Linked DNA regions of Mus musculus: all the other regions are linked to region 3. Evidence: chromatin contacts called from public HiChIP or PLAC-seq and promoter capture Hi-C data. All regions are on one chromosome and are shown on one strand. Each heading gives the region's core, a stretch centred on a gene start, on an enhancer-like site or on the middle of the called end of the contact. The rest is flanking DNA. Distances are from core to core; before and after follow the strand shown. Region 1 holds the start of Il4ra (interleukin 4 receptor, alpha). Region 2 has its middle 19 kb from the start of Nsmce1. Region 3 holds the start of Kdm8 (lysine (K)-specific demethylase 8).

The links. HiChIP or PLAC-seq counts read pairs in DNA pulled down with a chosen protein or histone mark. Capture Hi-C pulls out chosen DNA fragments and counts their contacts.
Region 1: a contact with region 3 is called in a promoter capture Hi-C map of liver. The contact joins the promoter of Il4ra here to the promoter of Kdm8 in region 3. A contact is called at or near these places in 19 of 39 promoter capture datasets (the 3T3-L1 cell line, 3T3-L1-derived adipocytes, the C10 cell line and 13 more), 1 of 15 datasets of contacts at CTCF or cohesin (CD8 T cells), 8 of 484 Hi-C or Micro-C datasets (B cells, CD4 T cells, bone marrow-derived macrophages and 5 more), 14 of 115 datasets of contacts at active chromatin or transcription factors (the 230-238 cell line, CD8 T cells, bone marrow-derived dendritic cells and 8 more) and 4 of 9 other capture datasets (adipose tissue, liver, macrophages and 1 more).
Region 2: a contact with region 3 is called in a CTCF HiChIP or PLAC-seq map of CD8 T cells, with 5 read pairs. The contact joins the enhancer-like site here to the promoter of Kdm8 in region 3. A contact is called at or near these places in 1 of 39 promoter capture datasets (macrophages), 2 of 15 datasets of contacts at CTCF or cohesin (CD8 T cells and the G1E-ER4 cell line), 1 of 484 Hi-C or Micro-C datasets (CD8 central memory T cells), 1 of 115 datasets of contacts at active chromatin or transcription factors (CD8 T cells) and 1 of 9 other capture datasets (liver).

The regions. Positions count from the first base shown.
Region 1 is chr7:125,549,231-125,554,219 of GRCm38.p6, forward strand. It overlaps Il4ra (interleukin 4 receptor, alpha), which reads left to right and starts at 3,041. Exons shown (of 11, transcript NM_001008700.4): 1 at 3,041-3,098.
Region 2 is chr7:125,508,266-125,513,244 of GRCm38.p6, forward strand. No RefSeq gene overlaps it. Among named protein-coding and RNA genes, the nearest start is that of Nsmce1, 19 kb to the left of the region's middle. Within about 2 kb of position 3,301, at least 40 of the 459 cell types and tissues checked have an H3K27ac peak or open chromatin away from gene starts, as enhancers often do. A contact at or near this core is called in CD8 T cells, CD8 central memory T cells and the G1E-ER4 cell line, where this site is marked.
Region 3 is chr7:125,442,923-125,447,512 of GRCm38.p6, forward strand. It overlaps Kdm8 (lysine (K)-specific demethylase 8), which reads left to right and starts at 1,698. Exons shown (of 8, transcript NM_029842.5): 1 at 1,698-1,870.

The sequences.
Region 1 (4,989 bases), core at 1,791-4,290, 110 kb after region 3:
ATATGGCTTCTTCAATGGACCAACTGCAATGCAGTATTGATTTGACAGAGCCTTAATTTCAGTGATGTCTACTCCAAAAAGCTCCAAATGATTTCTGTACTGCAGAAATAAAGCCAAACTCTGGAAACCAAAAACACGCATGTGGTGGACATACTTCATACATGCAGGCAAAACATTTACACATGTAAAAATAAATTTTTTTCAAATTCTAAAAACTCAACGACAGCAAACTCCGAGAAGTGGTGGCTGTTTGAGGCAGAGGTGCAAGATACAAGAACAGCACGGCAAGACCTTGTCCCGAAGAATTAAGTGGGGGAGGTGCTACTGCAGGCTGCAAGTAAGATAAACCAACAGCAATTTAGAAAGAAGGAGCATCGAGTATAGGAAAAAAGTGGATAAAATCCAAAACTCAACAGTGGCAAATGCCAGAGCAGATGAAGTACAATCAAACAGATGTGTTGTCTAACTGCTTAATAAATAAATGCATAAATAACTATATAAGTAAATACATAAATGAATACATCAACCCATGTTTGTAGCCACCTCCCAGGGCTGCTCTCAGCCTAGGTCAGCAAAGCTTCTTCCTGCAGCAGGCAGCAGCTAACACAGACTCATAACTGCTCCAAGTGTGAGCATAAATGACTGTCCAGGGCTCAGCCCTAAGCAGGTCATCTCTGTCCCCACCCCCAAGCCTGGCAGAACACTGGGGAAGAGGATCTGGAAAGACCTTAAGAGCCGGAGGTTGGGTGCTGTGAAACGCTGTGTTCTGGACAGGACATGGCCGCTGCACTCAGGGATTACAGCAGGCATGGTTGAGCTTTACAGGGATGGACCCTTCATACATTCCACAGCAGAGGGAAGCAGAGGCCTGGGAGACCTGAGGGGCCATCGGCAGTTAAAGGCCACCAGAGGACACTTGTTGTGGATGACCTTGAACTTCATCTGCCTCCGTTTTCCCTCCATCTTCGATCCTGTACCGGTATTACATGAATGTGTCACCCCACTGAGATCATGTAGTGCTGGAGATTGGACTCCGGGTCTCACACACACTAGTCAGGAATTCTGGTAGTAGTCTGAACTACTTCCCCTCCCTCATCTTGGTTAAGACAGGGACATAGGCCTCACTGATTAGTTGGAGTTGGCTAGCTGGCAGGTCCCAGGGGTCTCTGCTTGCTCACTACTGGAGTTACAAGTATATGCTACTATGCCTGGCTTGTGTGGGGGATGTGTGTGTGTGTGTGTGTGTGTGTGTGTATGTGTGTGTGGTATATGAGCATGTCCGTGTATGCACTGGGTGTCCTGGTGTACCACTCTCCACCTTATTCCCTTGGGAAAGAGTATCTCACTGAGCTTGGGCTAGACTGGCAACGAGAAAGCCCCTGCAGTCCTCCTGTGTCCTTTTCCCAGAGTGCAGAATTACAGGCAAACCCAACTTTTTCCTCAGATGTTGGGGTCCAGGTTGGTGTAACAAGGGCTCTTATCTACTGTGTAGTCTTCCAAGCTCCACTCTCAGCTTTTTAACATGGGGACTGGGGTTCAAACTCGGGTCTACTGAGGGGACCCAACAGAGCTTTCCCCACAGCACTAATTATTCTATCACACTACATCTGTTTCAAAAATAGTCTACTCTTAAACACTGAGGTAAGCTCAAAGGCAGCTCCATCCGCTGTGCTGGAATGCGCTCCAAGCTTGGAAGGAGGCAAGCTCGGGAAGCCCTTAAACTGGAAGAAGAGCCTGGATTATCTGGGGCTCCCAGCCCACTCTTGGGCCAAACAGAGTGGTCACTTAGGAAGTCTGGGACTGTGGAGGGAATATAAGCTTCCTGCTATTGTCTGTCTTCTTGGCCAGTATCCTTGGCTCTGTCCTGACATCAACTTAGATACATAGAAAGGTTTTTTGAAAGAGGAGTGCTAAGAATTCCCATCATTGTGCCCCTGAACATTTTCAAATGCCTTCCCTGACCACATGTGTGCTGGCCTTCCTGCTGCTTTCCGGTCTGTCAGCACTGTCTAGATTCTGATTTCACAACCAGGCACGCAGGCTCCAGCCCAGCTGCTTTCTCGGCCTAGTTCTGCTGAGCTTCTCTGAGCACCTGAGCCAAGCAGGGCTGGTCCCAAGCACCATCACAGGCCAGCCTGTTTCTGTCACATATCGATGTATCTCACATAGTCCCCTCTCCCCTGGGCAAGGGTCATACAATCCAGTCACATGAAGACAAGTGGCCAGCCAGGAGGGATCAAAAGATGGCTTGCAGACTCAGAAGACAGCAAGATGTGGTGGCTTGTATCTGCAATCCTACTTGGGAGGCTGAGACAGGATTACTGTGACTTCAAGTTCAGACTGTGCTACAATATGACAGCCAAAGCTGTATAGCAAGATCCTGTCACAAGAAGCAAAAAACTAAGCCAACCCAATCCATAATGCTCAAAACAGGATGGCAAGCCCATGGGATGGCTTAGCTAGCAAAGGCAAGGCTGGTCACAGTTGCGCTGCTGTGGGCGAGAGAACAACTTCGTGATGTCAGTTCTTTCTTTTCACTTTTGCGTGGTTTCTAGGGATAGATCTTGCACTCTCAGGCTTGCGGGCCATCTCATCAACCCTTAAGCAAGTTTCCTAACAGATCCATGCCTCAGCTTCTTCATCTGAAAAGGGATAGTTGCGCATGACTCCCTCTTGGTAGTAGCAGCAAGGTTCCTGCCTGAACCTAGCAGGAGACACTCGCTCTTAATTGATGAGTTGTTTTGCTTTCTGGCACAGACGCTGAGTAAACATTGGGAAAATGAGCAACAGCCGCAAACACAAGCCAAGCTGGTCTGTAGGGAAAGGGCAAAGATTCGAGTCCCGCAGTCGTGGGACTTAAAAGCTGGAGCTCTGGACAGCTGCGGACGCGTGGGGTGGGGCATGCAAATAAGCCAGCGATCAGGCAAAGTCCGGAGGACTGCGGGTGAAAATGAGCTGGGTGAGGGGCGGGGCATGTAAATGACCGTGCACGGGGTGGGGCGTCGCATGTAAATAAGGGACACCAGGCGGCGTAGGAAGCGGGGCGAGGTCCTTCTCGCAGGAAAGCCCCGCGCGGCGCGTGGAGCCTGAACTCGCAGGTAGGAACGGGCGGTGGGGAAGCCTGGGGACCGGGCAGTGGTGGCTACAGAACCGATCTGGCCTGAAACCAGAGCCCGCGGAACCTGGGGTGGGCATGGGGCTGCTGGGCTCCTCGCTCAGCCAGGGTCGGCTGCCTTCGGGCGCGGGTCAAGCAAGTAGACAACTCACGCGCTAGAACTCAGGGAGCCTCGGCGGTCCGGTCCCCACAAAGACGTCCTAGGGATCTTTGTGTAGAAGCCCGGACTACCAGGCTCCTCCCAGGTTCCGGTTCAGTAACCCAGAAACCTGACTATTGTGGCAAACTGGACGTTGTATAAGCCAGCTAGTCTGTGATTCCGTCTGCCCCCAAGCCAGCACTCCTGGGTCCTGCCCTTCTCCAGCCCTTTGGGAGGTGTGAGGCTCAATGTGGCCTTCCTTCTACAGGTGGTCTTTTGAGAGTCTGGGGGCATTTGCTGGGACATTTGTCCCATCCTAAAGTCTTATGGGGAAACTGAGACTTGAGAATATGTTTGGCCAGAAGAGAGTAATGGGATTCCACAGTCCTGGTAAGGCCTCTAGGAATCAGCCAGGGAAGTCATGACCGCTTAAGGGGACATTGAGGCAGAGAGGGGAGGTGACCACTGTGTGTGTGTTCCCCAGCTCGTCTGTGCTCTGCTTGCTGTTTTAGGCTGTGCTCTCTGACTGAGGGATAGACACACAAGACAGGGAGTGTATTGGGCAAGCAGGGCACCTCTTCCTTGGGCAGTACAGCTCCTGAGTCAGTTTGGGGTGTGGGAGAACACTTTGGCAGGTCGAGAATCAGAGACAAGAGAAGGCATGCTGAACTGTGGGTACAGCATGGGCAAAAACTAGAAGGTGGGACGGCTCCGTGTGCCACCTCGCTGACATAAGAGGGGCTAGATATGTGGAAAGGGAGACAGCGCTGCAGGAGCCCCTGAATTCCTTGCTTTGAGGCTCAGGGAAGTCGTAGGAAGGATTCGTAGTCCTGGCCCTGCTCCTGGATCTTCAGGGTAAGGATGGGGAAACCCAAGTGAGTCGCCCAAATGATCACACACTGGTAATTGGGCAAGGTTGTGACCATCTGAGGGTTTGCAGTATTTGGGCTGTGCTGGGGTCTTAATACAGTGCCATCCCAGACTGGGGAGGGCCAGGTGGCCAGGGAGACTGTCCCTGAGGCAGGCACAATGACTGCCACAATCGGGGATGAAAGAAGAGAATGCTTGCATTCACCCACGCCACACCCTACTTTTCTGCCTTTGGGGGCTGGGGCTGGGACCTAGCTGGGGTACACACTCACACTTGGCATGTGTACAAAGGAGCTTGCCACGGTCCCCATGGCACAGGAGGCCCACATGGCAAGTGAGGCGTGGAGGTTGAAAGCCAGAGCTCCTGACCAAGCAAAGGCTTGATTTGTTCCTTGTGTGTTCCTTCATCAGAGACTGACAGAGGCAGGGGCACCACCGTGAGTGTGCCTGCCGTGACAGGACACTGTTGGGTATTCCTCGGGTTGAGCCTCTGAGACCAGCCTGGATGGAGACCAGCCTAGCTGTGTATGGCTGGATTCCCAGCTTCATGAGGCTTGCCTGGGTGGGCACAGACTCACAGTGACCCAGATTCAGACACCCAGCATGGATCAGAGTCCGTTGTTCCAGTTCTCAGAACCAGAGGCAGGGAATGGGGCTAGAACTGAAGATGGGAGGCAGGGGGGCAGATCTGCGTTCGGATCTGTTTGGATCTCAAGAAAAATCACTCCACATCCCCACACCTCCCGTTTGTCAGAGGTATCTGGGATGAAAATGTTCATGAAATGGCTTTTCTAAACCATTGCTCATGGACAGGCAAGGCAGTTGATTGTCTCCTCCCACTTAGGATGGCATTGCTTTGCCAAGC
Region 2 (4,979 bases), core at 2,051-4,550, 67 kb after region 3:
CCAATGTGCATTTTGGGTCTCTTTGTCAAAAATCCGATGGCTGCAGGAGCATGAGCTTATTATATTTGGGTCTTCAATTCTAGACTGTTGATCAGTTTCTCTGTTTTGTGCCCGTTGTGGTTTTGGGGTTTTGTTTTTGTTTTGTTTTGTTTTTTTTAACTATAACTCCGAAGTACATCTTGAAATCAAGAAATAAAATGATTCTTCCAATACTATTGCTGCTGTTTTATTTTTACTTTTAAAATTATGTGCATAATTTAATTTATTAAAAAATAAAAATTTAGATTTATTTTAAAATTTAAAAAGTATTTTTAATTTTTTAAATAATTTAATTTACATAATTAAATTAAGATTAAAATTAATAAATAATTTAATTTAAAATTTAAATTATGTGCACATCACATAAACATATGAGTTTATGTATGTGTACCACATGAGTACAGGTGACTCTAAGGGGAAGAAAGTTTCATGTCCCTTGAACTGGAGTTACAGGCAGTTGTAAACAGCCTAATATAGGTGCTGGGACTAAACCTGGGTCCTCTGCAAGAGCAATACATGCTTTTAGCTGCATAACAATACTTCAGCCCCTTTAGAAGTGTTTTTATTGTTCAAATTGTTTTGGTTCCTTATGAATTTGTAGGATTTGGGGGGGGGGGATTGGTTTCTTTCTTTCTTTTCAGTTTCTGTAAAGAGTTGCATTGGAATTTTGATGGGGATTTCACTGAATCTGTAGATTGATTTTGGCAAAATGTCCGTTTTCACAATCTTAATCCTACTAGTCCATGAACCTAGGGTATCTTTCCATCTTTTGGTGCCTTCATTGTCCTTTCTTCAGTGTCTTAAAGTTTTTGTTGTACATTTTTCATTTCCTTGATACCTGCTGTCTTTGTTTGGACTTCTATCTGCTGTGATAAAACACCATGACCAAAGGCAACTTGAGGAGGAAAGGGTTTATTCAGCTTTCATTTCCACATCATAGCTCATCATTGAAGGAAGTCAGGACAGGAACTCAAATGCTTCTGGAGTCAGGAGCAGATGCAGAGGCCATGGAAGGGTGCTGCTCACTGGCTTGCTCTCACGACTTGTTCAGCCTGTTTTCTTGTAGACTCCAGGACCACCAGTCCTGGAATGGAAGCCCTCCCCCATCAATCATTAATTAAGAAAATACCTTACAGCTGAATCCTTTTTTCAATTGAGGTTCCCTCCTCTCAGATGACTTTAGCTTGTGTCAAGTTGGCATAAAACCAGGGTGCTTCCCAATTCTTATTGGCCGGAACTGAGTTGCTTCAGCAGCGCATGCTGTAGAGAAGCCAGGATAGTGACAGTTGATTTTAGGAATTCAATTAATTAAATTAAGAAATTCAGCGTGTGTGGGCAGATGTGCTGTGTGTGTTGAGAAGCTGTTTAAGAAGCTTCTAGTGGAGCCAGGCGTGGTGGCGCACGCCTTTAATCCCAGCACTCGGGAGGCAGAGGCAGGCGGATTTCTGAGTTCGAGGCCAGCCTGGTCTACAAAGTGAGTTCCAGGACAGCCAGGGCTACACAGAGAAACCCTGTCTGGGAAAAAAAAAAAAAAAAGAAGCTTCTAGTGTCTGAGTCTTCATGGGCTTGTGGAGGAAGACTCCTCTCAGTGTGTGTGGGCAGCATCCAGTCTCCTGGCGGCTGATGGGCCTCCACACTCTGTCTTCCTGACCTTGAATGGCCTAAGAACTCACAGAGACAGCATTCTGATCCTTAGGCCTTCAGAACAGGACAGGATATACTCAAGAGAGAGACTTTCAGACATGGGCTGAGCCAGTGTGTCAGCATCCTTCACACCTCTGTGACCAAATACCTAGACAGACATGTTAAGAAGGAAAAAGATTTGTCTGGTTCAGAGATTCAGGCATTTCTGCCCATGGTCCCTTAGCTCTGTTGCTCCTGGGCTGTGGCAAGGCAGAGCATCACTCTGAGAAACATACACAACACAGTGTTGCGAGGGTCCAGGAACAAGACATACCTTTCAAAGGGACACCCAAGGGCCCTTCCTCCAGCCAGATACCTCCTAATGGCCTGCTCAGTTAGGAACTGATCAATGGGTCAACAATCCATTGATTATGTCAGGATCTACTTACTTAATTTTTAAATTACTACAAACTTTTAAATTAAAATATAATCACATTAGTTCTCCCTTCCCTTTCCTCCAACAACTATGCCCCCCAACCCCTCACTCCCTCTCAAATTGGTGGAGCCTCTTTTCCTTTTATTATTTTTATGACTGTTACATGTATATATGCATAAATATGTGTATACAACTTGCTTGGCCCATTCAGTGTAGCTTGTGTGTAGATGATTTCAGGACTGACCACTTGGTATTGGATAACTAACTAGATGACCCATCCTTGGGAGAAGGTAGTTCTCCCCCTCTTGCACTCGGTTTCCTCTAGTTCTTTGTCTAGTGGTGGGACCCCATGAGATTGTCCCTCTCCGTGTTAGCATGTTGTTTTAGTTAGGGTTCCCATTCCTGTGAAATAACAGCATGACCAAGGCAACTCTTATAAAGGACAATATTTAACTGGGGCTGGCTTACACTTTCAGAGGTTCAATCCATTATCATCAAGGCGGGAGCATGGCAGCATCCAGGCAGGCATGGTGCTGGAGGAGCTAAGAGTTCCACATCTTCTTCCCAAGGCAAACAGGAGAAGACTAGCATCCTCAGGCAGTTAGGAGGAAGCACTCAAAGCCCAACCCCACAGTGACACACTTTCTTCAACAAGGTCACACCTACTCCAACAAGGCCACACCTTCTAATAGTGCCACTGCCTGGGCCAAGCATATTCAAACCACCACAAGCGTTGTCTGTAAGGAATCTATTCTCAGAAGCTCATCAGATGAGAGGCAAACCCTTAATGTAAGCCTTAGGAGATACCTGAGATTGCAAACACAGTACCAGTCACTCAGCATACTGACATCTCCAGCCTGCAGAGAGCGGCTGCATGAACTATCCTGTCTGTCATCATCATAAGAGCCAGTCTTGCAGCCATCCATGCTCACCATTTCTAGACAGGCATAGAGACACTTGGTGCTTTCTGTCTGGTGAACCCTAATGTCAGAGCCAGAACCCACCAGGAACGGTGAACTGCCAGGCTCAAAGTCACTCTCTGAGCAGGCATCAAATAGCAAAGGAGATAGAAAGGAGAGAGATATTGTCAGGATCCGTAAAAAGTATATCTCAAGAAATGGAAAGTGACTGGGAGATGTCATTTCAGTCCTGTTGACACAGGTGTGAGAGCGGCAGGAAGCGAAACAGGCCACTTGAAAGTGAAAATGAAGGCAGTGTGAAGGCGACAGGTCACACAGGTCATGGTGGTCACCAGAGAACAGGAAGAGAGAGAAAGAAGGCCAAAGTGACAAGTCACATTGGCTTGCCGCATTGGATACTGCCACCAGTCAGGAGGCTGAGCACACAGAAGGAGAAGTGAACCTGAGCACAGATAGTGACCTTGGCCAGGAGACAGCTGGAGGGAAATGTCCACAAGTCTGGGTCATAAAACTCTGGAATATGTGAACAAGTTCAGGCTAAAGCTAGCGTCCTGTACCCCCACAGAGTACTCCTCAGATCCTTAAAATGTATTTTAACACCACTTAGTCCATCAGTGGAATCACAAAACATCTGGGCTGGCTACCTGATAGACAAAGTCAGGGTGCTCGTGTTTTGGAGGCTGAAAGCCCAGAGCAAGGGGGCTCTATCAGCTCAGCATCTGGTGAGAGTCCTCTCCAACACGCCACAATATGGTGGGTGGCCACATGTGGGAACATGTGCAGGAGAGGGGAAGTCATGTGGCAAGATAGGAATCTAGAGTGACACAGAAGCCAGGCTCCCCACTTCCATGCCCCTCCCCTTTTTCCTCCCCTCCCCTCTTCTCTCTCTCAATTAAGGCTTTAAGCTAGACAAGCACTGGACTACATTCCCAGCCCTCAGTCTTTCTGAAAAGTATTTATTTTAAAGATTTGCTTTTTATGTGTGTGATTGTGATTGTCTCTGTGTGTGTCTATGTCTCTATGTGTGTGTGTGTGAGAGAGAGAGAGAGAGAGAGAGAGAGAGAGAAGGGGGGCAGATCTATACAGGTACCTGTGGGAGCCAGAAGATAGTACTGGATCCCTGGAGCTGGAGTTACAGGAGGTTGGTTCTGGGCCTCCTGATAATGGATGCTGGGAACCACACTGGAGTGCTCTGTGAGAGCAGCAGCCCATGGAGCCATCTCTCCAGCACCCTCATCTCTAACATACATTGTTCTTATAACCAGAGAGTTGCAAAAGAGCCAATGACCTAAAGCCCTCACATTAGTCGCCACCTCTTACAAGCCTCCTACTTTTCACATTACCCCATTGGGAACCAAATTTCCAACACATAAAGCTGTGTGTGTGTGTGTGTGTGTGTGTGTGTGTGTGTGTGTGTGTGTGCAGGTAGGTGTCTAAAAACAACTTGCAGGAGTCAGATGAATCAAACTTAGGTCATCTGACTTGGCAACAGTTGCTTTTTACCCACTTCAACACCTCAACAGCCCTGTTTTTTTTTGTTGTTGTTTTTTTTGTTTTTGTTTTTGTTTTGTTTTGTTTTGATTTGATTTGTTGGTTTTTAAGATTTAGTTATTTATTTTATTATATTTATTTTATTTTATTTTATTTTATTTTATGTATATGAGTACATTGTTTCTGTCTTCAGACACACCAGAAGAGGGCATCAGATCCCAATTTAGATGGTTGTAAGCCATCATGTGGTTGCTGGGAATTGAACTCAGGACCTCTGAAAGAGCAGTCAGTAGTCTTAACCACTGAGCCATCTCTCTAGCCCCCGCCCTGTATCATTCATATATATATCAGGGCTGAGGATGGAACCCAAGGTTTCATGCAGACTCAGCAAACACTCTACCACCAAGCTACACCCGATTCCTGTACTTTACTTTTGCATCTGTCTGCTCTTCCCTGAGTGGTGTGCCTGG
Region 3 (4,590 bases), core at 448-2,947:
AGTCAGAGGTCAATGGTGGGTATCTTCCCAAATTGCTCTCCATCTCATTTTCAGACAATGTTGATAAGCCACCACCACTGAAATGAGACAACTTAAGCCAGATTAGATTGTATTAAAGGCAGGTTTATTGGAAAAACTGTTCTTGGGTGGGCAAGCTCACTGGCCCCAAGTCCAGGGAAGTTGAGCCATGGGTAGTGGGCGGGGGGTTGTTACAGGGAGGGGAAGAGTGAAGGGAGGGAGGGAGAAAGAGAGAAAGGGGCCCCACACACAGAGTGAAGAGAGAGACCAAAATGTCTGGATTATATAGGGAAGAAGAGCTTCTGGGGGGAAGGGCAGTCCAGCCCCCACGCTAGAAAGTTCAGGGTTGGGAGCAGGGTATGCCAGGTAGGGACTGAGGGATTCTGGGAGAACCTGGAGGCCAGGTCTGCTTTGGTGTGTAAAATATGCACCCGAGTCCCTTGTCCTGGGGTTCAAAACCAAACAAGCATCTCTCACTGAACCTTGATCTCACTGACTCTGCTGGGCTGACAGGACAGAAACCCTGGGGACCCTCCTGTCTCTGCCTCCCCAGTTCTGGAACTGCAGGTGCTTGCCCCTGCACTTGACTTTTTACTGAGAATTTACAGCCAGGCCCTCACACTTGCAAAGCAAGCACTTAAACGACTGCTCATCTTCCCAGTTAGAGCTTTTCTTTCACAGGAAAGAAATCCAAAGCTAGAAAATTCAGGAAATAAAATAGAAGGGTGGCCTGCTAATATAGCAGGTCAGAGCTACTACACCCCGGGTGTCAGCCTGTGCACAGCTGCATGGGGACCAACATGCAGGCACCTAATTTGGCTGTCCAGCATTTTGTTGATAAGTGGGGACAAGTAGTTCGATTAATCACTTATTAAACCAAGCATGAGTTAGGTGTGGTGGCGCATGCCTTCAATCCCAGCACTCTGGAGGCAGAGGCAGACGGATTTCTGAGTTCGAGGCCAGCCTGGTCTATAAAGTGAGTTCCAAGACAGCCTGGGCTATACAGAGAAACCCTGTCTCACACACACACACACACACACACACACACACCCTAAAAACAAACAAACAAACAAACAAAAGACCAAGCATGGAACTTTGGAATGCTGGCCTGTCACAGAGAATGAAGGGATATCCTGGAGTTCTGTCTAAGTCCTATTGGAAGGATGTTTTCCTTGCAGAGACAGGCTGTGTGGAGTGGTGTGGCAGCAACCGATTCAGTGTTCCTGAGAAAACGAAAACTGAGGAGTGCCACATCCCGACTCAATCCCTGCTGACCAGTAGAAGTCACACTCCAAATCCAAGGCTAGCAGATCGCTGCAGGGAATCGTTTGCTGCTGCTGCTCCAGGCACCTCTGGAGTCAACCGGGAGAGAATGCTCGAAACTCAAAACTCGAACTGACTGCCACACCACTCCACATAGTCTGTCTCTGCAAAGAAACCATAGGCCAACTCACGGAAACCAGTCCTGCAAGCAGTACTTGTGGGCTCAAATTATATACGTGACTTCTAAAATCATGTGGCTATTTTTCTTCCACCTCGGCTTCCTACTCTGTAAAATAGGGAGAACTCATTATCTGAGTTGGAAGGATTGGGTAGTCGCAAGTGACAAACTGCTCTGCAAGGTATGACCCGGAAAAGAAAGCTCAAGCCTCCCAAGTCTTTGAACCGGAGGAGGGCGGGGCCTGGCATCGATTGCTCCGCGTTCCTCTAGGCACCCGTCGCGATCAGCCGAGTCAGAAGTGATCGATGCTCTCGGTGTAGTCGGTGATAAAGCCAGCCGAAGAATCTTCGCCCGGACGGAACCAGTCGTCGCCAGCAACGAGAGACACAAACAAGTCCAAGCGCCAGAGAGGTTAGTTGGAGCTCCAGGCAGCTGCAGTTGCTTAGACTTGCAGCCTGGCCGTGAAGGACGGATTGCGCAGGCGCCATGCTAAAGCCCGGCGCGGGCGAGCCGGGACGGTTTCACGCAGGCGCCTTGGGAGGCCTGGGAGCTGCTTGAAAAGCCGCGTGCGTAGTAGCTATCTGCTCCCCACAAACAGTTGAAGGAGCTGCTAGGGATGTCAAATAGCGCATGCGTGCAACTGTCGTGCCCTTCCCTTTTAGGCTTCGGTTAGTGGTTCAAGTGTGAGGATAGGTTTAGTGGCGAGACCGGCCCACATAACCACGCCTGCGCCGTCTGTCCGGAAGGCATGGCTGCGGCCACTGCTACCTGTTTCCAATCTCCATCCTCGAACCCGTTCGCCCAAGTCCGCCTGTCCCCCGTAAGCGGACAGAGGTCCACAGCAACAACCAAAGACTTCCTGGGAGTCGGGGCGTCTTCTCTTAGGCCACTTAGCCAGCCCTCCAATCCAGACTGTCCAGAAGGGCGTGAGCAGCCGGGTACTTTGAGAGAAGGACTGCACGTGCTTTCCCTAGACTGTTGTTCATGCTAAGGCATCCAGCATCCCGCTTAGCAACCAAAACCGGTTTCTGTAATGCATCCCCAAAAAGTGCACTTAGGAAGCGAGGCTTGATTCCGTTCGGCCCCGTTTTTGGCTCCTTTGGTTTTGGTGTGAGCAGCTTAGTTCACTTAGGAAGCCCAGATAGAACCACACAGATTAGATCCTGCACCCTTTGGGTGACATCCTTTCGCAAAAAGCGTCGTTTTGTACACCAACAAATGGGCCTTTATTTAAAGACCTTTTAGAATTAAGGCTACAGAGAAACGTTTTGTGCAACCCGCACCTGGCCATTACTTGAAAGCAGTGCCTTTTGCCTGACACGTGAATGTAGAATACCAGAAGGCCACCTTGCAAGCAAAGACACAGCCCCTACCAACTTCAAAAGCAAAGCAATGGCCGGCAAGATGTCTTTAAGGCCTATTAACTGTTGCACTGTGGGAGAGAAACTTATACTGGAACATATGAGGCCATTGAGGCTGGTACATGTGGCCTGTGTTTGGGTGATTGTGGGTGTCATTTTACCAACAATAACCCCCGGTTTTGTTTGTCTAGGCTCTTAAATTTATAGTCTCCTGGTTTAGGTGGTGAATTCCACAGTTAGGCCATCTATACCTGACTATTGGAAGCCTATTTATACATCTCACAATAAACTTTTATATGGTACTCTGGGAAGCCAATTTAGAGGCTAGTGTGGGTACACTGTTAAAGACTGGTTTATAAACCAACAGTTGCTCCCTTCTGTGGCAGGCCTTTTGGTTAATACTGCCTTTTCTAAGAGGCAATTCGGGGAGAGGGTATAGGAAGCCAGGCCATACTTATAGCCAGGTTACAGGGCCACTTAGTCTGGTCCTATCTGTGTCAGACCGGGTTGTGTGGGAGCACTGGGGGGTTGACTTGAAACCTGGGCTTGAGGCCATAGAGAAAGGCAGTCCAGGCAGTATACACTGGAAGGCCTGTTCAAGCTTCTGGTTGTGTGAAGACTGTTGCTTTGGGCCCACATCAGACCAGCTCCTCTGGAAACATTCATGGAGCCTAGGATCCTACAGTGGACAACTGCTGAATCCTGGAGCTCTTATAAAGAAACCTTGACACATTGGCTGTAAAGCCAAGGCAAAATGTGCCTTCACCTGGCGCATGGATTGTACCTGTTAGCTACTGTCTTAGTTAGGGTTTCCATTGCTGTGAAGAGACCATGACCAAGGCAACTTTTATAAAGGACAGCACTTGGGGCTGGTTTTACTTGGGGCTGGTTTACAGGTTCAGAGGTTCAGTCCATTATCATCATGGCCGGAAGCATGGTCGAATACAGACATACATGGTGCTGGAGGAGACAAGAGTTCTACATCTTCATCGAAAGGAAGCCAGGAACAAACTGTCTCCCACATGGCTGGGAGGAAGGTCTCAAAACCCACCCCCACAGTGACACACTTTCTCCAACAAGGCCACACCTCCTAATAGTGCCACTCCCTGGGCCAAGCATTTTCAAACCACCACAGCTATTACACCTGAGTTACCAAAAATATGTCAGTGTCAAGGAAGGAAAAGAACTTCCCCTTCCAGTCACTTAACCAAGAGTGAGTCCAGATCTGAGTTCTCTGTCATGCTCCCTGTGTCTTGTCCTCTGTCTGTCTGTTGCACTAGTCTGGATCAGTGCCGTCCTGAAGGCCGTCTATTGAATTGTTTTAGCCCTGTGTCTGACTGTTCTATGCGTGCCTGTCTGTCTTGTATGTGACTGCCTCTGTCTCTGGGTGTGTTGTGTGACTATCCATCCCTCACAAAGGGCTTCACTCTGTATTTCTTGAACAGTACAGAAAGCATCACAAGGGCAAGGAATAGGATACTTTATAGGCATCTTTAATGGACACCGGCTCCCATTGACCTAGACAGTAACAGTCACTGTGTTTCAACCCGTATCCACAAATGCTGCTTTCAGCTCTTACGGTAGATTGGAGGAGGTTACTTTGAACTTTCAGCAAATGATTCAGTGGCATCATCCGATTCAGAGGCATGAAGGAGTACATGACTTAATATGATAGCTCTGCATTAGCCTAGGTTGTAAAAGTTGAATTCACGGGAAACCCTATACAAGTAAAGTTGATTAATATAGTCTTCTCTTAAAGGCAGGTTAAAC